3 separate regions of the Mus musculus genome follow, and all the other regions are linked to region 3. Evidence: chromatin contacts called from public promoter capture Hi-C data. All regions are on one chromosome and are shown on one strand. Each heading gives the region's core, a stretch centred on a gene start, on an enhancer-like site or on the middle of the called end of the contact. The rest is flanking DNA. Distances are from core to core; before and after follow the strand shown.

Region 1 (2,791 bases), core at 79-2,578, 160 kb before region 3:
CACTGTCTGGGTGTCTCAGTCTAGAAGCCTGGATATAACCTGAGTGAGACTTAGTGTGACAAGAGGGGCACATCCTCTGCTGTGACAAATGACACAGCTGAATGTCCTCCACCCTGACATCATGGCTCAACTCTCCAAAACCCACAGGAGGTCCCTTGAAGCAACTGATAACGCTATCTGTGTTTTGCCTAAAAGAGCTCTTTACCAATTATGTCTAAACAACTGTACCCATCACTTGTACTCCCTAACTTGTGTGGAGGTATCCTGAGAACGTCATCATAAGGTAAGGTTTATGATCCTTAATCCCTAATTCTGAAACCCAGAGAGCTCTGTAAGCCAAGTTTCCCTAACGCATTTGGTAGGAAAACCTGAGCTTGGGCAAGACTGCTAATTGAACTCAACCCCATGGTGCATTTCGCTGTGGAAATAGGAGGATACTATGAGATGATTTCATAACCTCCAATGGCAGTATCATACCCTCTAGTACACTGCTTCTCAACCTTCCTAAATCTGCAACACTTTAATATAGTTCCTTTTACTGTGGTGATCCCCCCCTGCATCATAAAATGATTTCATTTCTACTTTATAGCCTTAATGTTGCTACTGTTATGAAATGTAATGTAAATATTTGTGTCTTAGGCGACCCCTGTGAAAAGGTTATTGAACTCCCAAAGGATCTTGACCCACAGATAAAGGACCACTGCTTTAGTATAACACCAACCTTGAGATGCCTCCAACATATATGTTTTAAGGCTTCGCATGTACAACTAGCTGGATGTAATACTAGGCTGGCTAGTTTTATGTCAACTGTACACAGGTTAGAGTCACTGGAGAAGGGGGAGCCTTTGAGGCAATGCCTCTAGAAGATCAAACTGTAGGCAAGCCTGTACGGCACTTTCCTCATTGGTGATTGATGTAGAAGGACCCAGCAAATTGTGAGTGGGGTCACCCCTGCATAGGTGGTTCTGGGTTCTATAGGAAAACAGGCTGAGGCAACACCTCTCCATGGCCTCTGCATCAGCTCCATCCAACACAAGGGAAGAGGCTGAAGAAGCCCCAGAAAAGACATTAAAGAATGGAGGATCAGGGGGACAAGGCAAGGTCGTGAGTGGAGGGAGCGCCAGCGGGCAGGGCCCGGCCCCCGGGGCTGTGGCTTCGCCAGACCTGCTGACGGAGCACCTGAGCTCAGCTTCCCAAGGAAACTTACAGAAGGAAGGCTTTATTTGGCTTATGGTTCCAGGACAAGTCCATCTCCATAATGATGGGGAAGCGTGGCGGTGGAGAGGCATGACAGCGGATGGCAAGGATGGCAACCGGAAAAGGAAGCTGAGAAGTCACATTCCGGAATCGCGAGTACAAATAGTGAAGAGCAAACTAGTAGTGTCACTCTTTAAAGTCCCTCCCCCAGCTACGTAATTCCTCCGGGAAAGCCATGCCCTCTAAACCTTCAGCAAACAGTAGCACTTACAGCCCCCAAAGGTCAAGGCTAAGGAAGACATTTGTCTTTCAAGCTACCTTGCTCTCAGCTCCTGCCATGGGGCAAGAATCCCAGCCCTTGCCCCCTCTGAGTTATGGAACAGCCTTTTTCTTCTTCTTCTTCTTTTTTTTTTCTTTTTTTCAAATTGATTGAAATTTTCATGTAGTTTGAGCTGAGAATCACAAAAAGAGGAAATAAAGATTATTTCAAAAGGTGAAAAAATGTTCAGAAATTGGTCAACTAGGATGGACGAGATGGCTCAGCAGGTAAGGGTCTTGCCATCAAGCCTGAAGACCTTAGTTCGATCCCTAGGACCCACACATTGGAGGGAGAGATTCAACTCTCACAACTTGTTCTCTGACATCAATACTGGCACCATGGTATGCTCACTCTAAATAAGTCAAGCTCTCTCTAAATAAACAAATGGTCTTTTTAAAAGTTAGCTCTTGGTTAATTAGAAAACAAAACCAAATTCTTCAGCACATAACACTCAAGATATTAAGATGTCAAATATAAAGTATTAAAAACTTTAGCCAGGTGGTAGTGGTGCCCACTTTTAGTGGGACAGCCTTCTGATCAATTCCTTTCCTGTTTAAAGTTACCAAAAGAGGTTCTGTTTCTTTGGCTGTGAGAAATGAATTCACATGAGTAGAAAAGTAAGATTAGAGGCTGGAGAGACGGCTCCCCGGTTAAGAGCGCTGGCTGCTTTTTCAGAACTCCTGAGTTCCATTCCAGGATCTAGTGGCTTACAGCCATCTGTGATGGGACCTGATGCCCTCTTTGGGGCACAGGTGTACATACAGACAGAGCATTCAAATACATAAAATAAATAAATAAATCTTTAAAAAGAAGAAAAGAAAATTCTTTTCTTCTTTATGTTAAAAAAAGTGATGACTGCTGTTGGGGAAAGATCAGGGTCCTTTTAGAGGTTTGACAATGAAGACAGACATTGGAGCAACTGCTAAAAAAAGATTGGCTAACAGGAGGTGTTTGAGGGGTGACAGGTAGGGAAGGGTGAAGCTTAGGTAACAGGGGACAGGATGATGTAGAAGAGGGGAGGGAGGAAGGCTGGGAAGCTGGGGATAGAAAGAGAAAGGTTTATTTTTTTCGCTAAGGTCCAAGTTGGCAGAAGTGGTGGGAGGTGGGAGGCTTCATGGAGCAAGTGAATTATAGCCTGGTGGCTGCGGGTGATTGGAAGAGTAACAACCTGGGCATGACTGAGGACTAGGGAGGGGCTGCTCTCCAGTGTACAGTGTAAGGCAGTGAGGCCCACTTGCTAAAGAAGGGAGGTAGGCAAATCCAGATCAGAATTTT
Region 2 (2,731 bases), core at 116-2,615, 140 kb before region 3:
CAACAAAACAAAACCAAAAGTCCAGATAAAACTCCATGGCGTTATAAACTAAAAACGTGGGAAGTGTCTGCCAGAGGAGATAAAGAAGACACAAGGAAAACATTTTCATAGATGAAGAGGGTGGGAGGGAGCATGGGAGACAGGCTGGGAGAGCTGCTGCTGGCGTCCTGATGAAGCAAGGCTATGTAAATAAACTGCTCCATACAGCATCATCACTCAAAAAGGCTAGCTCCCTGTCCTACCTCTAAGCAGCCCACTACCGCTTTTTTAGAAAGGAAGGAAGGAAGGAAGGAAGGAAGGAAGGAAGGAAGGAAGGAAGGAAGGAAGGAAGAAAAAAGAAAAAAGAAAAAAAGAAAAAAAAGGAAAGGGAAGGGGAAGGGAGGGGAGGGGAGGGAAGGGGAAGGGGAAGGGAAGGGGAGGGAGGGAAAGGGGAGGGGAGGGGAGGGGGAAGGGAGGGAAGGGAAGGGGAGGGGAGGGGAGGGAAGGAGGGAAGGGGAGGGGGAGGGGAGAAGGAGGGGAGGGGGAGGGGAGGGGAGGGGGAGGGGAGGGGAGGGGAGGGGAGGGAAGGAAGGGAGAAGGGGAAGGAGAGGGGAAGGGGGAGGAGGACCAGAAAAGAAAAGAAAAGAAAAAAAGAAAAGAAAAGAAAAGAAAAGAAAAGAAAAGAAAAAAGGAAGGGGGAGGGACTTTAGACAGGCTGTATGGTAGAATTTCATATTTGCTAAGCATGTAGACACATGAACTTTAAAAAAAAAAGCAGCAAGGATGTATGGAAGTCCAAGTGTTGATGGTCACCATCCGTGGATAGTGGTATTATGGGTAACACTTTTGTTGTTAATTGTATTCTTCTTTTTTACCTGTCCATGATGAACTTGGACTACTCAAGTTTTCTTTGGAAGGCAGGAATGTGTAACACTGTAGAGAGCTTTCTAAGAGAAACAGCTCACTTTTCAGAAAGTCCCTGTGAGGCTGCTTCCTGCTCCTGAATACACTTGGGACCAGCCCCACCCCACCCCCACCCCCACTCCCCACCCCACCCCCACCCCTGGCCACTGGTCAGGCTTGCAAGCTGCCATGGGTTTGGGAATCTATAACAAGTAATCACGTGACTCAAACCCTAAGTGGACTGGTTTGAGCACAGCGCAGGCTTTGGGGACCAGAATTTATCTTCTAATTTCCTTAACAAAACACGCTAAGCCCTCTGTTGTTCCATCATAAACTGCCAATAAAACCGTGTCAAATCTGCCTACCTATCTCTCGGCCTATGGATTCCTGTCTTCTTCCTCTGGGAAACCCTGAGAATACAGCTGGGTTCACTTGTCACCAAGTACCACCAATGGTTGCTGTACAGACTCATGGAATTCCCTGGCAACAGAACGTAAATAAAGACGTAAGCCCTGGGAAAGGGGCACTGGGCAGCTACGGTGTGGAGTGGGGGGTGGGGGTGGGGAGGGAGTTCATAACTCAGGGGAGACCTGCATTTTCTTGCTACCTCATAGACCCTGGCACCTGACAGAAGAGCAACTTGACAAATATGCGACAAATATGCAGAGTGTCGTCTCTCACCATAGGAATTACCAAAGAAGCTAAAAACAGCAACATGCGCCGCATAATCTCTAACCTCGGGGGACAGAGAAACAGAAGCGCTGTGTCAATCTCATTTCCTTGTTAGGCGAATTATCATAAGAGGGGGGCTCTCGTTCTGAACACCACACTTCACTACCGTTTACAGGGCTCAGCCTTCTGAAATATTGAATTCCATAGCAATTTTATTTTTTGCTTTTGATCTTTCCTGTTTTACTCATTTATCCATAAACATGAGCTACTGAACCGATCTTAAATTAAAGAGCTAAGGCTAAAGCCCCAGGCCATCCAGATAGGACTAAACCAACATCCCAAAAGGGACTTCTTGGTGGACATGAGGGTGTCTCCATCTTTTGGACACCTTGATGTGAGATTACCTGCTAGCGATCCAGCCCTCATTTCTCTTGTTCCTCCAGTTTAGGGAGGGAGACTTAGGCGATGTATGTGTTTTCCTGGGAAGGGACGGCAGAGGAGTTCTCCTGAGGTTAATTTTGTAAGTCATCATCTCTTGTTAAAACATTATCCTCCAGGACACTTCCGTGAAGGAGACTTGTTGAAACTACCCTGCAAAGCAGTACTTTTTTTTTTTTTTTTTTTTTTTTTTACCACTTAACTAATTTTAAAAGTAGCTCATTCAACCAATTTTGGCAACTGAACTATTTTCTGAAATCCAGAATAGCAAAACCTTGGGAGCTAGACAGGGACAAAAGAAGAGATTCGGAAGTCTCAGTGTAGGGAGGACATCATTCATTTACCAAGACACTGGCAGAGAGGCAAAGCAAGACTGGGGTGGACCCTGGGTGGCCTCACCCACTCTCCCTGTGCTACCCCTTGGGCAGAGGGTCGGAGCAGCAGGCGTTCATGGGCTGCTCCACCCATAGGAATCTGGAGGCTCATTCTGGTTCCATGAGAAAAGTGGACACAGTACCATGCCTAGCCCATCTAGGCTTATAGGATCTCACACACAGGGGTGGAATGAGAATCTACATCCAGGGACCCACTTCAGAGTTTATGCACTTTGTGTGGCTTGTGGAAGGGCCAGCAGCACACGTTGACTGTCAGAAACCCTATGATACACACCTAGGACTCCATCTGAATCTGTCAATCAAGAGCAGGGGAGGGGTGGGAGGAGGGGAGGGAAGAGCTAATC
Region 3 (2,700 bases), core at 93-2,592:
CATTTAACAGCCACTATATGTATATATATTTCTGTGTAATATGTTGAAGTTTATTTGGAGTTTTAAACAGAGGGCCCATTCTGTTCATAAGTGGCATACCGCCACCATGGGAAAACTAGCTACAGTATTCTGTCATTAACAACAAACTAAAACAGTGTATTGCAATCAATTCTTTTGCAACCTTAGAAACCAGCTTTTAATACGGTATGAATATATTCTACTTTATCTGCCCAGCACAGGAGTGTGTGACCGCTTTTATCAAAAAACCTGAATGGCTGCAGCTTTTGCCTTCCGATCCAAGTTTTTGAAGGGTGACTGTGAATGTTTGAGAAACGTTTCTGTAACCACTCTTTGCAAATCCCAAGAACCTGAGGGGCTCGGGTTAGCGGTGGATTTGGTCCTGTCCTCTCCTGGGCTCTGCTAGCAGTCCTCCGTGTCAAGCTACGGGAACAAGGGAGGTGAACAGAAACAGGACTTACACGTTTGATGCTACTTTAGAAACTCTCCAATAACTTGAATCTGACTGAGAAAGCAATGCTGACGAAGATGAAAACTCTCAATCCCACCCTGCGCCCAGGGTTATTTATGTACAGTTTCAGGAGACACTTTTGTCACCAAAAGGATTGTTCGATATAACCGCAAACTTCGGTGGGTTTCCTGTCCCCCAGACTATGCCCATTCGATAACTGTGAGAAGCCCTCACCTTAAGATCCGTATGTGACATCCACTTTGATTTAGGGAGATTTAAGAAAACGGGATGGCACTAAGAAAAAGTGTAGCGCAGGAGTACCTCACTCAACCTAAGCAGCAACAGAACTGCGGCGGCGGCCCAAGGGGACCCTCCAAGCTGGTGGAATCCGCCATTTCCCACGGCCTGTTTGGGTCACCCTGGGTCACCGCGATGTGCCCTAAGACCTCCGGGTCTGGAGGTCCGCCTCAGGGTGTCCCTACGCGGGTTGGCCGCTCCCCGGTAGCCGCGGCTCGCGGGGACACCTGTGAGGACCTTGCGAGACCGGCAGGCTCTGTCTGGGTTGGAGAAGGGCAAGCGGGCGGGCCAACTGCCGAGGCCAGGCGCGGCCTCCACCGGTCCGTCACTCACCCTGGCTGCGGCCGCGGGTCGCTGCCCGGCCGCCACCGAGCCTGCACAGCGCCGCCCAGCTGCACCTGTGCGCCGCGGCGGCGGCGGCCAAGCCCGGAAACATCCTGGCGGGGCAGAGGCCCCCACTCGGACACCACCTCCTGCCTCCGAGCCGCCTGCCGCGCCAACTGACTCCATAGACCGGACCCCGGCGAGCACGGATGTGTGCGCCGCGGCCGGCGGCCTCGGCGACCCGGAAGTCATGGGGGTGTGGCGCGACAGCGGAAGTGACGGAATATGCCAGCGGGGGCGGGGTGGGCGGTGCTTCTGGCCAGCACCGGGCCAGGACGGTGTGCGCTGCCGACTGTGCTGGGCATTTGTGAGTCCGTGTCGTGTCCCGGGAGACAGTCTTACGAAGCGCCGCCGGGGCGTGGGAAGCAGGAGGAGAAGGCAGGGTTTAAGCCTCTGTCCCCTTTCCTTTTGAACCCTCGGCACCGCTCTGTCCAACACCGTGGTCACCTTGCTGATCACTCAACCTCCGCTTCTCGGTCGTAGTATAACAAAATTAGAGGCGTGCATAAAATTTGAAGTCGCGGTACTATGTGTACGCGAAGATGGAGCAGTTTTTCAAACAGCCTGGTCCCAGAGAGAAAGAAACCTGAACACATTCGCCTGTTTTAACCATTACCATGTCAGGTTCATTCAGTTCTTAGCTTAAGCCTTCTTTCACCACCCTAATTATAATTAACGTGGTTCTCATTTTTAAATAGTTACCCTGTACACTTTTCTTCAAAATACCACTACTGAAATTATTGTCCCCCCGGAATAGAGAATAGCTATATGGACACTGGATCCTGTGCAGTATACGTATACTACTATATTCCAGGGGCTAAGTCAATACCTGTCTGGCCAGATAAATAGAATGGGATGCATGTCCAGTTGTTTTAAAGATTAATTTAAATCGCTTAGTGAAAGTACTGTAAAATAAAATTTTAAATGGAAAATGAGTGCACAGGGCCGAGGGAAGGTATAGGGAACTTTCGGGATATCATTTGAAATGTATATAAAGAAAATATCTAATAAAAAAATAAAGAAAATGAGTGCAAATCAGTAAATGGGGAGGAAACCCACCACTTTGAGTGGACTTGAGGCTCCCTTCACAGGAGGGAATCCACCTCTGGTAAGGTTAAGCAGGTCAAAAGCCCATGGCTAACAAGGTTGTGGTCTCTAGTAAAAGGCTATTGCAGCTATTTGGATAAATATATTATGGTCTGACACCCCTTCCCCCATAACTGTAGCCATTTTGTTCCATGCTTGCCAGTTATATTACTACTCTAACATGCCTGCCACTCACTGACCAAGAAGTGACTTGGCTCAAGAACATGCTGACCACATAACCATGGTTTTGTCCTGTATGTTCTGAATGTTATGTATGAGGTTTGCTAATCTTAAGAAATTCCATCAAATCAAAGGTCAACACGAACTGTTCTGTGTAAAACGGCTTGAGTTAGAGCTGACCACCGGACAGCCCTTCCTGCACCTACATATGAGCTCACTGTGGTTTTTGTGGCTGACAGTGAAGAATGCTTCTAATAAGCTAAAAAGTTATAACACTCATGCTC

The links. Promoter capture Hi-C pulls out the DNA fragments that hold promoters and counts their contacts.
Region 1: a promoter capture Hi-C map of pre-B cells shows a contact between it and region 3, with 2.7 times the contacts expected there. The contact joins the promoter of C330024D21Rik here to the promoter of Slc30a9 in region 3. A contact is called at or near these places in 10 of 39 promoter capture datasets (the HPC-7 cell line, HPC-7-derived erythroid cells, embryonic stem cells and 6 more), 4 of 115 datasets of contacts at active chromatin or transcription factors (effector CD8 T cells, embryonic stem cells, large pre-B cells and 1 more) and 1 of 9 other capture datasets (liver).
Region 2: a contact with region 3 is called in a promoter capture Hi-C map of embryonic stem cells, with 9 read pairs. The contact joins the enhancer-like site here to the promoter of Slc30a9 in region 3. A contact is called at or near these places in 6 of 39 promoter capture datasets (the HPC-7 cell line, embryonic stem cells, hippocampal neurons and 2 more), 6 of 115 datasets of contacts at active chromatin or transcription factors (double positive thymocytes, effector CD8 T cells, embryonic stem cells and 3 more) and 3 of 9 other capture datasets (adipose tissue, liver and pancreatic islet).

The regions. Positions count from the first base shown.
Region 1 is chr5:67,462,435-67,465,225 of GRCm38.p6, reverse strand. It overlaps C330024D21Rik (RIKEN cDNA C330024D21 gene), which reads right to left and starts at 1,328. Exons shown (of 8, transcript NR_110363.1): 1 at 1,208-1,328. RefSeq lists a cis regulatory region at 750-1,812.
Region 2 is chr5:67,443,230-67,445,960 of GRCm38.p6, reverse strand. No RefSeq gene overlaps it. Among named protein-coding and RNA genes, the nearest start is that of Gm40315, 5.9 kb to the left of the region's middle. Within about 2 kb of position 1,365, at least 26 of the 459 cell types and tissues checked have an H3K27ac peak or open chromatin away from gene starts, as enhancers often do. A contact at or near this core is called in embryonic stem cells and pre-B cells, where this site is marked.
Region 3 is chr5:67,305,597-67,308,296 of GRCm38.p6, reverse strand. Slc30a9 (solute carrier family 30 (zinc transporter), member 9) reads right to left here and starts at 1,342. Exons shown (of 18, transcript NM_178651.4): 1 at 1,100-1,342. The coding sequence starts at 1,202. RefSeq lists a cis regulatory region at 971-1,694.